Regions from separate parts of the Sus scrofa genome. Here regions 1, 2, 3 and 5 are each linked to region 4. Evidence: chromatin contacts called from public HiChIP or PLAC-seq data. All regions are on one chromosome and are shown on one strand. The core of a region is the stretch at or near the end of the contact, and the rest is flanking DNA. Distances in the headings are between cores, read along the strand shown. Region 1 overlaps LOC102164422. Region 2 has its middle 160 kb from the start of TGFB2. Region 3 has its middle 130 kb from the start of TGFB2. Region 4 overlaps LOC102164422. Region 5 overlaps TGFB2 (transforming growth factor beta-2).

Evidence for each region. HiChIP or PLAC-seq counts read pairs in DNA pulled down with a chosen protein or histone mark.
Region 1: an H3K27ac HiChIP or PLAC-seq map of skeletal muscle shows a contact between it and region 4, with 6 times the contacts expected there. The contact joins two enhancer-like sites. A contact is called at or near these places in 2 of 47 Hi-C or Micro-C datasets (embryonic fibroblasts and fetal skeletal muscle) and 1 of 2 datasets of contacts at active chromatin or transcription factors (skeletal muscle).
Region 2: a contact with region 4 is called in an H3K27ac HiChIP or PLAC-seq map of skeletal muscle. The contact joins two enhancer-like sites. A contact is called at or near these places in 3 of 47 Hi-C or Micro-C datasets (embryonic fibroblasts, retroperitoneal adipose tissue and subcutaneous adipose tissue) and 1 of 2 datasets of contacts at active chromatin or transcription factors (skeletal muscle).
Region 3: an H3K27ac HiChIP or PLAC-seq map of skeletal muscle shows a contact between it and region 4. The contact joins two enhancer-like sites. A contact is called at or near these places in 1 of 47 Hi-C or Micro-C datasets (embryonic fibroblasts) and 1 of 2 datasets of contacts at active chromatin or transcription factors (skeletal muscle).
Region 5: a contact with region 4 is called in an H3K27ac HiChIP or PLAC-seq map of skeletal muscle, with 5 times the contacts expected there. The contact joins two enhancer-like sites. A contact is called at or near these places in 1 of 47 Hi-C or Micro-C datasets (embryonic fibroblasts) and 1 of 2 datasets of contacts at active chromatin or transcription factors (skeletal muscle).

What each region holds. Positions count from the first base shown.
Region 1 is chr10:8,611,534-8,614,233 of Sscrofa11.1, reverse strand. It overlaps LOC102164422, which reads left to right. Exons shown (of 11, transcript XR_002336182.1): 7 at 2,017-2,172. Among named protein-coding and RNA genes, the nearest start is that of TGFB2, 310 kb to the right of the region's middle. Within about 2 kb of position 1,348, at least 9 of the 83 cell types and tissues checked have an H3K27ac peak or open chromatin away from gene starts, as enhancers often do. A contact at or near this core is called in fetal skeletal muscle and skeletal muscle, where this site is marked.
Region 2 is chr10:8,462,584-8,465,283 of Sscrofa11.1, reverse strand. No RefSeq gene overlaps it. Among named protein-coding and RNA genes, the nearest start is that of TGFB2, 160 kb to the right of the region's middle. Within about 2 kb of position 1,328, at least 2 of the 83 cell types and tissues checked have an H3K27ac peak or open chromatin away from gene starts, as enhancers often do. A contact at or near this core is called in skeletal muscle, where this site is marked.
Region 3 is chr10:8,436,122-8,438,821 of Sscrofa11.1, reverse strand. No RefSeq gene overlaps it. Among named protein-coding and RNA genes, the nearest start is that of TGFB2, 130 kb to the right of the region's middle. Within about 2 kb of position 1,266, at least 31 of the 83 cell types and tissues checked have an H3K27ac peak or open chromatin away from gene starts, as enhancers often do. A contact at or near this core is called in skeletal muscle, where this site is marked.
Region 4 is chr10:8,868,099-8,870,798 of Sscrofa11.1, reverse strand. All of the region lies in intron 2 of LOC102164422, which reads left to right. Among named protein-coding and RNA genes, the nearest start is that of LYPLAL1, 77 kb to the left of the region's middle. Within about 2 kb of position 1,343, at least 15 of the 83 cell types and tissues checked have an H3K27ac peak or open chromatin away from gene starts, as enhancers often do. A contact at or near this core is called in fetal skeletal muscle and skeletal muscle, where this site is marked.
Region 5 is chr10:8,405,454-8,408,153 of Sscrofa11.1, reverse strand. The region is part of intron 6 of TGFB2 (transforming growth factor beta-2); the gene reads right to left. Among named protein-coding and RNA genes, the nearest start is that of TGFB2, 100 kb to the right of the region's middle. Within about 2 kb of position 1,388, at least 42 of the 83 cell types and tissues checked have an H3K27ac peak or open chromatin away from gene starts, as enhancers often do. A contact at or near this core is called in skeletal muscle, where this site is marked.

The sequences.
Region 1 (2,700 bases), core at 99-2,598, 260 kb after region 4:
TGCTGTCAGCATGCGCGCTGGGCTGACAAGCAGAGCCGCGCGTCCTAATCCTGTCTGATTCACCCACTCAGCCAGCTGTGTGGCCGTGGACATGTGGTGAAAGACCTCCGAGTCTGTTACTTAAATGCAGGGCTATTTTAGCTCATGTGAAGTTAGGTGAGTCAAAGGAGATCGTCCAATATGTGTTCAATAAATGCAAACAGTTTAAAGAGATAACCTTTGAGTATATTACGTATAGCCTGAAACAATAGTTTAAAATCAAAAGGTGGATTTCCTCCTTAGCTAAAACATGTCTTTTTTTAATTTGAGTACAGTTGATTTATAGTGTTGTGTCAGTTTCTGCTGTACAGTATAGTGACCCAATCATTTATATCTATATCTGTATCTCTCCCTCTCTCTCTCTCTCTCTCTCTATATATATATATATACAGAGAGAGAGAGATAATTTTTTTTCTTTTTTGGTTACGTTTGTGGCATGTAGAAGTTCCTGGGCCAGGGATCAACCCACAACACAATAGTGACCCTGTACGATCCTTAACCAATAGGTCACCAGGGAACTCCTAAATTATATCTTTATTCTCTTTTATAGAGGTGATACACACGCTATTTTCATCTTTTAAAATATTTAATAAAGGGGGAATTTTCAGTTCTTACAAGTTGAAGGTTGGAACGAGAATGTCGCAGGTCATGGAAAATGGAAGATTTGGAAATCGCAGGTATTATATAAAAGAGTAGCAGAGGCTACTAGTGATCCTCAGCCTCTCTTGTCTTAGGACGATGCTCTGGCCAGGAGAATATTAGTTGAATTGATGTGTGCTCTTTCAAGCCATCAAACCCTCCGTGCACTTTTCTTATCTTCTTTTTTTAAATTTTATTTTGTTGAAGTATAGTCGATTTACAGTGTTGTCTTAGCTTCTGGTGTGCAACAAAGTGATTTAGTTACACATATATAAAAGTATGCATCTGCTAACCCCAAGCCCCAGTCCATCCTTTCTCCCCCTTGGCAACCACAAGTCTGTTCTCTATGTCTGTGAGTCTGTTTCTGTTTCATAGATAGGTTTAGTTGTGTCATATTTTAGATTCTACATGGAGCATATTTTCAGGAATGAGTTTGACACATGGGAGACAGACACTCAGCACTAACTCTTGCTGATATAGTGAATCTATATATTTTATTATAAAATACCAAGTTGTTCTAAACAAAAGGGGCAGGATATTGCTGCTGGGTTAAAGAGTAACTTAACACGACTGTTTTTTAAGTGTTTTCAAAGTAGCAGCACTTTAATTCAATCCCTACAATATTTTCTTTTTCAGAGGGCAGGAGTGAGTGCATCTCCTTTTCGGATAACTGAGGGTCAAAGATAGAGTCAGAAGCTAAATCAAGATCTTCCCCAGGCCCAAGTGTAGACCATTGCCTGAGTTCTTTCCTAATGCTTTTTCCTTTGGAAAATCTTAAGCCAAAGGACCTTTTCATAGAAACTTATTAGAATTCTCTTCGTGGTTAGGGGAATCTAGCAATGAAAGCTGTGTTGTCCTGGTTTCCGAAGGCTCTGGGAGAGGAGTTATTCTGTGGACAAAATGCATGCAGCTGTCAGAGGAGTGTGCTGGGGAACAGGCCAACAATTTTACAGTTCAAGACCAGATGTGATTGAACGTGTCGACAAAGTGCAGGATCACAGGGTCAACTGCCGATTTTCCAGATCAATTTTTAAACTGTCTCTGCTGATTAGGGCAATGGAAATATCCATACATTTCATGGGGAAGGGAATGATCAGGGAACAGAAGCTAACATAATTCATCCCAGCTTAGAAAAATTGTCCATGAGGTATTCTGCTTGATTCATCTCTCTCTTTTTTTTTTCCCCTTCTGCATATTTGAAAACATTTTGGAGGGGAACTGTGGGAAATCATCTTCCCCAGAACACTGGCAGACCTTTCTTAATTCCATTAATGGAAGCTTGGTGCCAGGTCAAAATGCTTTGTTAAATATTATCCTAACGGGTGCCTTTATTTCCAGCATTCCATTGGCACGGCGTTTAGAACCTGAGTCTCTGCAAACATGATTAAAGGAAAGGAGTTACTAGTTTTTCCTCTCTTCTGGCTGTTATCTGGGAAGCTCTGAACTCAGAGGAGTTGCCGAGTGGGGGTGTCTTGCATGAAAGAAGATGGGAAGGTAAGTTTCAGCTTCTTTTTTTTTTCCCCCAGCATTATTGCAAAGAGCTCTGGTTCTGGATAGTTTCCCATTCTCATTCTTTTCAAAATGAGGAATCCTGAAAGTCAGCCTATAGTATAAGATTACTCAAATTCCAGTCTTCTTTCCAGAAAATTGACAGGATGTACTTTGCATTGCTAAGTAGGCATAAGCTGTTGCTTCCTCGAAACCTTGAATACACATCGCTGTTTCCGTACCATCCAGTAATCTCACATGGTTTTCATCTCTGTTGTGGGCACCTAGGGGAAAGTGGTACCAAAAAACTGGATTTACTCGTCCTGGAAAGACTGGATGAGACCCAAACTGGCTCCCAGGGAGAAGAAGCAAACACATTAAATGTGAATTCCTTCTATTTCTTTTATGAAAGAAGGTTTCCTAGGGGGAACAGGAAGGTCGTAGAATATATGGCTCTTCTGAAGTTCTACTAGGATGCCAGGGGTGCTCTTGCTTAATTATTTCATTCCATTTATAATCAGCACCAGCTTTATT
Region 2 (2,700 bases), core at 79-2,578, 410 kb after region 4:
GATTTTAGCTCATCTTAAGAAAGAACTTTTCAACTGCCTCAGCTATACAAAGGCGGGAATGGATTGTCCCAGAAAGTGAGATCCCGCTGCTAAAGGAGTCTGAGCATAAATAACATTACCAGGAAGTCATAGAAAGAAGGGCTTTCAGTACTGGGTTAACGGGATAACTCTGAATGTCTCTTCAAACTTGATGATTCTTTGCTTCTGTGAACATGAGCTCAAAGTAATTTCTTTAAAATAAATATTACTACCCATTTATTTATTATCTTTTTTTTTTAATGGTCACACCCACAGCATATGAAAGTTCCTGGGCCAGGGATTGAATCCACCCTGCAGCCGTGACCTATGCTGTAGCTGTCACAGTGTTGGATCCTTTGACCCAGTGCACTGGACTAGGGATCGAACCTGTGCCTCAGAGATGACCTGAGCTGCTGCCGTCAGCTTCTTAATCCACTGTGCCACAGTGGGAACTCCTCCACTTAGTTAATATCAATTACCAAGAAAATGACAATGGAAGTGACTTTTTTTTTTTAAGTGCCATTTTAATTTTTATCTTTTGGCCACACGTGGCATGTGGAATTTCCCAGGCCAGGGATCAAACCCGTGCCACAAGTCTCCAGAGCCGCAGCAGTGACAAAGCTGGATACCTAACCTACTGAGCCACCAGGGAACTCCTAAAATTGCCATTTCTATAGCATCTAATGAAAAGATGTTACAGCGGGTTGGGTTTGGGTTTTTTTTTTTTTTTCTTTACTCTTCTAATTACAAAAACTTAAACTCAATTTTATTTAGATTTTTATCTACTTAACCTCAAATATGTTTATATTATACTATAAACAAGATTACCGAGGGTGCTAAACTTTAAATCATTAAACTGCAGGAACAGTTCAATAAGAGTCTAACAGCAATGAAAAGGGTTGTTTAGGTAACAGATCTGCTAGAATCTGGGAACCCTCTGTTGACATTTGGCTTAAGTAACACCGTCCCTTAAAAGTAATAGAACCGACGAATGAGGACATTTAATGAAAACTAGCTAATCTATAGATCGTTTCCCTGAATCAGGTGTGCCCCCCATGCTGAGTACCAGGTTTCTAGTTGTGGAGGCTGGGCTGAGTTGGAAATCTACAGGCAAGAAGATGAAAATCAGGAAACACTGTCATCCTGTATTCACTGGGTTCCCTCTCCTTTCTGCTTCTGGTTCACAGGGTAAAGGAACAATTGTACCCCTTCCAATCGCTTCCAAGTTCATGGAACACATCTTATGCCAGCCCAGAGGGGTATCACTCCATGGAGGCAGCCCTCTTGGCCGCATTCAGCTGGAGAAATCAGCCTTCAACTTTGGTTTATAAGAGCAGGCATCACATTTGAGCACGGGGATTCTGAATCAATTAGTCAGATCTAAAGCTCTAATTCATCATAATACGCTAATAAACAAGGCATGCTGTGGTATATGCATCAACGCCCAACTCTTTCCAATATTCCACTCCGGTTTTTTTCTGTGTGTGTGCGCATGTGTGTTTTTAAGCCCAGCTTGGTAAGTGATACCAGCCTACGTTGTGTTATACGATCTTGCTGATACTGCAGATAAAATATAGCTGCTATTTATTTGGGTAATTTAATATGGTAGAAAGACTTTGAGAAAATTACCCTGTTCACATGCTATTTCAGGGTAACAGTGACCCACCCTGATCCAGAGAAATCAAGTTAAACTGGGCCCGGTGTTTTCCATTCTGTTTTGTAGCAACGTGTTTCTGGGCTATGTTTAACCCCAAGGAAGCTGACAGCGCTGACCAGGTCAGGGAAGAAAGCCCGCAAATGGACAGGGATGTAAAATAGGACCCACTTCTAGCATCAGTGCCGTGTGTATTTTTGTCATTTATGGTTTTCCTACTCCCGTTGCCAATTTAGGGAACTAATAGCTTCTCTTAGGAATGCTTTCTTTCTAAAATTATGTGGGCTGGGGGAAGGGTGGGAGTGGTGAGACTTTATCTGAGCTTCTTCACTTGTCTTATGATGGAGGTGCTTCCAACCACTGTCACGAAATTCCAGGTGGAGTTCCCGTTGTGGCGCAGCAGAAATGAATCTGACTAGCATCCATGAGGACGTAAGTTCGATCCCTGGCCTCACTCAGTGGGTAAAGGATCCAGCGTTGCCGTGAGCTATGGTGTACATACTAGATGCGGCTTGGATCCCGTGTTGCTATGGCTGTGGCGTAGGCTGGCAGCCACAGCTCCGGTTTGACCCCTAGCCTGGAAACCTCCATGTGCTGCGGGTGCAGCCCTCAAAAGACAGACAGACAGAAGAAAGGAAGGAAGGAAGGAAGGAAGGAAGGGAAAGAGAATGAAAGGAAAGAAAGAAAGAAAGAAAGAAAGAAAGAAAGAAAGAAAGAAAGAAAGAAAGAAAGAAAGAAAGGAAGGAAGGAAGGAAGGAAGGAAGGAAGGAAGGAAGGAAGGAAGGAAGGAAGGAAGGAAGGAAGGAAGGAAGAGAGAGAGAAATTCCAGGTGGTAGAAGAATTTAGATGCATCCTAAGAGCTTTTCTGCCTTGTCTAGCAGAGTCTAATGAACTAAGTGTTTGGGAGTAAAAAAAATGGCAAAGAGATAGGCAAACAGGGCTAGCTGAACTTTTCCCAAATGCTGCACTTGCGCACTTTCATGCCTCTGTAAATGCAATTCTCTTTGCCAGGAATGTCAGTCAAAACC
Region 3 (2,700 bases), core at 17-2,516, 430 kb after region 4:
ATGCACACGTAGATATGCATACCCACTCATGCCCATGTGTACTCACACTCACATACATGCATATGTTCACACACATATCCACACACACACACATGCGCGCACACATGCACAGCCCCACACAGAGCAGACCAAGGCTGCCCTTCTCTTCCTCCTCCTCCCCCTCCTCGACCTCACAGAGGTCCTTGGACTCTTCCTTACAGAAAAGGTGCTTAAGGCTTCTGCGAAGATGGAGGTCCCATCAGCTGCGTATCTGCGGCACCAGGATGCTGGTTCGATCCCAGCCCCTGGCACAGAAGGTTAAAAGACCTGGCATTGCTGCAGCTGTGGTACAGATCTGATCCCTGGCCTGGGAACTCCACAGGCTGTAGGGTGGCCAAAAACTTTTTTAAAGAAGGGGGGAAAAACGTTTCTGCAAAGAGCAGAGGGCTAAAAATAGTGGGCAATGAGGTTCTTGCGCAGGGCTTTTGAAATGATCGGTTAAGTTATCTTATGAGGACCTCCTAAAAACACTTCTTAATCTAAGGAGGTTGTTTGCTTGGTTGGTTTGGTTAAAAGTCAAAAGAATAAAGACAGAGACCTGACCTTCTATTTCAGGCTTAAAAAAAAAAAAAAATCCCATCTTATTCTGTGGAATTTCCCCCCCCCCCCATCTTTTTGATCCAAACAGAACGGACTCTTTTTGTTACACGTGATGTCAGAGACGGGGAGAAGATCATCCCGAGAGAGCTTCTATTTGAAGTGGTTCAATTAAAAGATGAGTCGCAGTCTCAATACTCTTTTCCAGGTTCTGAGACATTTTCCACCTTTTTTTTTTTTTCTTTCCCACAGCCAACACAAGGAAAACGGACGGCGGGTCAGGTAATGTAAGCAACAGACTGCGAGATGACGGCCAAAAATGTAACCACCCAATTGGCTCCAAAGGAAAATATTCATTTAAGTGACACATGTTAATAGTATTGAATTCAAAACATTTGTTTGGACATCCAGATGTTGGAAAGTGCCATATCCTGATTAGCTGAAATATTCTCGGTTCTTTCAGATCTTCCTTCCTTCTTTTGATTACAAGTCAAGTTTCGGGGAAATTCTTTCCCACTACTGTCCACTGATCACATCGCTCAAGCATTTAAAAATCTCTCTTGTTTCCTATAAGAAGAAGTGGAAAGCACAACCACAAATATTTGTGTAAATGTCACCGTGTATTATTGGAAGCTTTGTTCAGGCAGCTGGAGGCTTCACAGGCAGCAAGTTCCCCTAGAGCTGAACTGCTCTCAGTCTCTTCCTACGTGAGCCACGGAGCCCGCACCCCAGACACACCCACACACACTCAGGCTCTCTCTGTCTCACTTTCCCTAAAGAGGGAATGATTTCCACTTCTTGTTGCCTCTCTCTGCAATCTTTAGATAGAGGGTATCTGCTCATTACCAGTGGTTTAAAGTCAAGGGGAAGAGGCCAGGCCAGAGAGTTCTCTTCCACAGAAAGCAGGGGGGGTGAAAAAAAAAACAAAAAACCCACAGAAGGAAGAGGACCCGTTCAGCATCCAAGCCTGTCATTCACCGAAAAGGAAGACCCGCGCGTGAGGCGCTAAGATTCAAAGTTAACTCTTTCCTGGAAGGCTCGGAAGCGGAGGCCCGGAGTTTCATTTTTACAGAATTAGATCATAAATGGGACCCAGCTCGCTGTTCAGTCATTTGTCACCAAATAGCAAGAATGTGGTGTCCTAACACGGAAAGAATGTCATGCCCTAAACGTTTATTTCTGGCCGCGTCTTTCCCAGCCTTGCGATCAAAACTTGGGCTGATAGATAAGCATGGGTCGCAGACCCCTTCCGCTCCCCACCCCTCACCTCCCCGAAAGACTGCACCCTGCCCGCCCAGCCTGGCACATCCAACCCCCCATATTTTAGCCTGGCTGGGGCTGCTGTGATCTTTGACCTCGGGTATGTTTATACAGTCTCCCTTGCACTTTCTCACACCCACCCCTCCCTCCCCTAGAATCAAGAAGCCTCTGCTGGCTTCCTTTGTCGTGTGATGTTTCTATGAAACAGACTCGATCTTTTACTAACTGAGGGAACCTTGGCCATTTCTCCAAGCCTGTCACTGCTCATGGCTGTTTCTCGTGGGAGGCACCTGTGCGAGGGAAGAGGGAGCCCCTGGATTCTCCAGCCTGCAGGTGCCGGCCCTGATTATCCCTGTAGTATTATGGAGCGAAGGTTCCAGCAAATCCTGAGAAGGGGCAGCCAGCGGGGGGGGGGGGGGGGGGGGTGTCAGAGGAGCATGAAACAGTGATGTCAGAGCACCCAGTTGGGGAGCGTTTGGAGAAACAGTGAAACCAACTGAGTCACATGCAGCTGCGTCTCACCTGGAAGAGGTCTGAAAGGGGACCATCAGTCTGGGTCACGAGCATCGTCTTGGTGAGTTTGGCAAGAGCATCTTTAGAAAAAGAAGAAAACCTGATCGGAGAGCCTCGAAGATCAAGTGAAGGAAAGAAAGAAGGTCATGAGTGGAAAAACTCAAAAACCAGGAATTTTGCTCTAAAGAAAGGAACTAGAGCAGGGTAGGCAGCAGGAAACCCTAGCATAAAGGAATGATGTTGGTTTTATTTTTTAAGTAGGATGACATAACACAGTATGTTTTCATAGGAATGAGAAAAAATCTAGGGGAGTTCCTGTTGTGGCACGGCAGAAGAGAATCCTACTAATAT
Region 4 (2,700 bases), core at 94-2,593:
CAATTTTGCTGAGGATCCGGCTCTAACTTTTCTTTGACCATAAATGAGATGTGCTAGTCGACGCTGTGTATACACGATGCTTCCCTGCCACACTTACAGTACAGGGTAGAGGAGGGTGATGATGCTCGCTTGGTACCTTTCAAAATTTATTTGGCGAGAGAGAGTTAAAAGATGTAATAATATATTTAGCTTGTGGAGAAAAACTTTTTCTTAAAGGTGCAGAGAGAGCCATCTTCTCCATCTCATTGTCTCGTTTCAGATTAATAAAGGAGCATGTGTACAGCAAGCGATTGCATCTGTAATCTGACCTACTAAGGAAAGTCACTGGGTTCTTTAAGACAACTGTATCTAAAGTATCACAGTTGAAAACAAAGCCACCTCCCCCCCAGGGGAAAAAAAACCATCTGTTGATTAACGATTTCTAAATCATTAGGTTGTGTCTGTTCCATAAGAGTGCTTCTGACCCTGTACTTGCTAGATTAATCTGTATCCCTGTGTTGTTAAAATCACCACTTCAATCCAGTGCATAAGAGAGTCAAGCTGGGAGTCAGTTTCGTGAAAATAATACAGCTTCTGTATTATTTTAAAAATCATACTTTTAAAACCAAATACATTCCAAAGAGATAATTGTGTCTGTAATAAGTACTCTAAAAAACATAGGGAATGGTGTTAGTAAGTAAAATCCTGCCTTAAATAAATGGTATTATTGAGGGGGAAAAACCCCTGTCTCCAATCAGAACTTTTTTTTTTGTCTTTTTGCCATTTCTTGGGCCACTCCCGCAGCATATGGAGGTTCCCAGGCAAGGGATCTAATCGGAGCTGTAGCCACCGGCATATGCCAGAGCCACAGCAACATGGGATCCGAGCCACGTCTGCAACCTACACCACAGCTCACAGCAATGCTGGATCCTTAACCCACTGAGCAAGGCCAGGGATCGAACCCGCAACCTCACGGTTCCTAGTTGGATTCGTTAACCACCACTGAGCCACGATGGGAACTCCAGAACTTTTTTTTTTTTTTTTGGTAAGGAAAATGGCAGGACTATACTGGTTTCATGAAAGAGATGGAGAAATCCGGGCGGAAAGGGAAGGTTCTATAGAACTGACCCCGTACAGCAGGGGGAATCACGAAGGTCTCCCTGGACTCCTCTTGTTGGATAACGCCCCACTGGCAAGTACACTTAGCCAAAGTGCACAGATTATTAGCCAGTTTTGTTTTTTTTAAAATGAACTTTGGCACTGGGTGAAATTCATGGGAAAGACAGGCCAGCTTTACTCATGTGGCTGGGTGGACTGGCCCAGCTCACAGCTGCCAAGCGTTTCTGTTCAGATTGTTGGCCATCTAGCTCGAGAGCCCCTGGAAGGGAACCTGTGTCATCTCCGTGTCCTGTCCCGGGCCTGGCACCCCTTTGGCGCTCTCGAAATCTGTGAATAATGTCTGCCTACACAGCTGAGAGAAATGCGTCATCTTCTCAATTGGGACATGTCATCGCTTCCGTGCCCTCCGTACGGTGCATGCCGGCCATGGGGGGCTTAAATGAAAGTGCACTTGTGCTTGTCAAAATGTCCCCAAAAAGAGACGTGGGGTTTGGAGGCAACCCCCTCTCCACCTCTCACAAGAGCAGCTCAGAGACAAGAGTGCTACAGTTCTGTGTTGAACTTGAATTTGCAGTCGGTTCCAAGGCACAATAATGCCTTCTCTTGGTTGTTTTTTTCTTTTCACATTACAGTACTTCATTATTGCCACAGGGGGAACTGTTGGCTTAATTTTGCTTTAGAGACACTGCTGCTGAAATTATTAAACTAATGATTTATGCCCCCAGTGATACAGCAATCTCTTGTGCTTAAAATGGTTACTATGTTTTGTTTACTGTTTATAACTACCAGTGGTTATGCCACGAAAAGCCCCTGCCAGCTTGCAGGGTTTATTTATCCCTGTGGATCTTTAGAAACCACTGATTAATATAGAAAAAATTTGAATGGTTTATATTTTTAAAAATCCCATAAGCTATGAATTAAACCACTGTGCTGTGCTCTATAGGAGGAAAATTTCAGTGAGAATAAACAATGGATGTCAAAACCTCCTGCCTCTCGTATTTGCTTCTGGTTGTATCAAAGTGGAAAGTAGGAGTGCTTTTCAGGAATACCGTACTGTGACTCCATCAGCTTTGGCCTCTGAGATCACCAGCATTTCCCCTTGGGTGCCGCACATTTTACCATATTAAGGAACCAATTTGCTGAGAGAAATGTTGCACATGTTTAAAGGCCGTTAAGTTTGATGGCTGGCAGAACGCTCCCATTTAGCCCCAAGGCCGGACCTTGGTGAAAGAAGGCTTTACTACCAGCCTGCATTTTTGTTTTGTTTTGTTTTGAAGTTTGCTTTTTGTCACCAAAGGATGACACAAGGCAGATGAACCTTGGGGCAGGGAGGGCTGTGATTTGTGAGTGTTGATTTGTTTAAAATGGCAAAACGGTTCTTACACAAATGTGTAAGTCTTGACCCTGTTGCCTGTCCAAGAGAAAGAGAGAAAACATCGCTGTCGGTTTGGGCAGTTTCAGCCCAATCCTCCACCTTCAGTCTTAGGCATCACTTGCGGGTACTTCCATTGCACCTGTCTGCGGGCTCCTGAATGAGCTCCATCAGTCCATCTGGCTTTGTTTCTGCTGCAGGATAGCCTGTCCATCTCCCCTACCCCACCC
Region 5 (2,700 bases), core at 139-2,638, 460 kb after region 4:
ACCACAGCCACAGCAATGCGGGATCTGAGCCACGTCTGTGACCTACACCACAGCTCACGGCAACGCCAGATCCTGATCCCACTGAATGAGGCCAGGGATGGAATTTGATCCTCATGGATACGAGTCGAGTTCATAACCCACCACAACGGGAACTCCCTCATTCATTTATTTTCCATCTCAACTCTTTGACTCTTTCCAAAAAGTACAGGTTCCCAGTTGAATTCATTAGCAATGTAGTTTGGGGGCCATATAAAACAGGGTAAACCATAAGACACTCAGGGCCCCGAATCCTGACTTCATTACTTATTGATCGAGTGATTTCAGGGGAAAATTCCTTCATCTCCCTGCATTTAGGATGGTACAATTAAAATTGAAGGTAATAATGCCTACTTTGTCAAAATTATTGTGAAGATTAAACAAGTTATATCCAAAACAAGTTATATACAGTTAAGGCTGTAGGTGATTAATACATTCGTTTTATTTTTCAACAAAACCAGTGGTGGAATATAAAATGCTGAGTTCCTTGTAGACTCTGAAGGAACAGAACAAGGATTTATCTAGGCATATAGTCGACCTACTGATATTAAACATCTTTTGTGTGCTTTGAACTGTGCTGGACACAGCACAGAGTAATGTAGGACCATTGCTTTTAGCATAGCGGTAGCAGAGATAGAAATTTATACCACCAGTTGGGGAAAAGCCAAAACAGGGGGAATATAAGGGGAACCCTGGAAACCCTGGACAGGACATTCTGAGCTCAGCCCAGAAGGGGTCACTGAGTGGTTAATCAGGCACTCAAATAGGGCATCTTTCTGACCACTAAGCCCTGCTCCACAGCCTCCCAGCACATCCAGCCAAGCTCCCAGCCAATCCATTGCCTCTCCTGGCCATATCCTAGGTAACCAACAGACAGCCACGGAAACGGAGCATACACAGTGGAAGGAAACCAGAACAAATAACCTCTGGCATTTCCACTCATTTCAGGACAGTACATCTGAATTGTTAATAAACAGAGAACAGAACTGCTGCAAGGAACAGAGCAGACCGGAGGGTCCCGCCTGAGGGGCTGGGGCAAGGGTTTGGTAACAGGGTGAGACAATGGGAACACTGGCGTCCTGGGCAGGCTGTGAGGGGTCATTGCCGGGCCCCTGGGGCATCAGAAGGCAGCCTCTTGCAGGCTTTGCCTTGGGTCAGGGGACAAAGAAGGCTTGAAAAGTGAAAAAAGAGATCGCTGGGGTAGTGGTGCACAGGAACAGGCAGTGTCCAAAGCATTTGCCCCTCCTGTTTTCTGTTGGCACTAGAAATGCCAGCCTAAAATGTTACCGTAACTTAATGAGTCTCTTTTAGGAAGCAGTGCAGAGTGAGTCATCTCAAAACTATGCACGAGGCTGAACACCCTGCTCGGATTCTGTGAAGCTTCTCGACTGGCTCTTGCTGGGTCTGGTTTGGAATCCCATTTCTGTGGCGAGGAAGGATCTGAGCCACGTACAGACAAGGTCACCTTGGCTGCCAAGGGCTCAGCGAACTCCTTTTATTCCCGTCCATCCCCAGGGGAATTTCGGGAGAAGGGGAGTTCGCCAGAAACCTGGATGACACGGGTCCACTTTTCAAAAGAAATAAAACGTGTTCAGAACAAGAGACCGCGCAGATGACAGGGACAGATGAAAGGGAAACAGATGGTTGGCTCAGAGCGAGGGGGCTTGGGACAACTGGACCAAATCTCCCGCCTCCCCTCTCCTCTGGGGTCAGTGCTGCTGCTGCTCTCGCCAAGCTGAAAATTTGGCCACCTGCCTAAGGACACTCCAGAGATGTCCCTTAAGGCTTCGTCCCCTCGCCTCGTGGCTCTTTGGAAAGGCAGCAGCCAAAACCAAGGCCCACACCAGACGGCAACCCTAGCAAAACTGTTGCACGACCATATCACATAAAGACCTGAGTTTATGTTTTATCCCCACCAAATTCCATGGGGTAGGCTGTGCCAACTAGCTAGCCCTGGGGTGTTAATATTGTTGAATGATTTTGCCTTTTGAATAAAAATTCTTTCATAGTCATATGTCTTTACTACATGAAGATTATAAGGCAAAAGAATAACTCAGAGAAATAAGAACTATGATCCCACCCTTTGGACCTAAGAACTGTTAGCATTTGGCTGCATTTCTCTGCTGAACTGATCTGGAGACAGCTGCCTGCTTTTCTCTCAGCTCTTCCACTTGAAACCTATGTGACTTTTTGAAAATTGAAGGATAGATGTTCCCGTTGCTGCTCAGCGGAAATGAACCTGACTAGTATCCTTGAGGATGTGGGTTCAATCCCTGGCCTCGCTCAGTGGATAAGGGATCCGGCATTGCCATCAGCTGTGGTGTAGGTCACAGAAGGTTGCAGACACAGCTCGGATCCCGAGTTGCTGTGGCTGTGGTCAAGGCCAGCAGCTGCAACTCCAATTCAGTCCCTAGCCTGGGAACCTTCATATGCTGCAGGAACAGCCCTAAAAGGCAAAAAATAATAATAATAAAATAAAATAAAATTGAACTATATTGTTGCTGTACAATATTACAAGTTACAGGTGTACAATATACAGAGTCACAATTTCTAAAGTTTCTACTCCATTTATCGTTATTATAAAATACCAAACATATTCCTTGGGTTGTACAATGTATCCTTGCAGCTTATTTCATACCTAAGAGTTTGTACCCCTCACTCCCC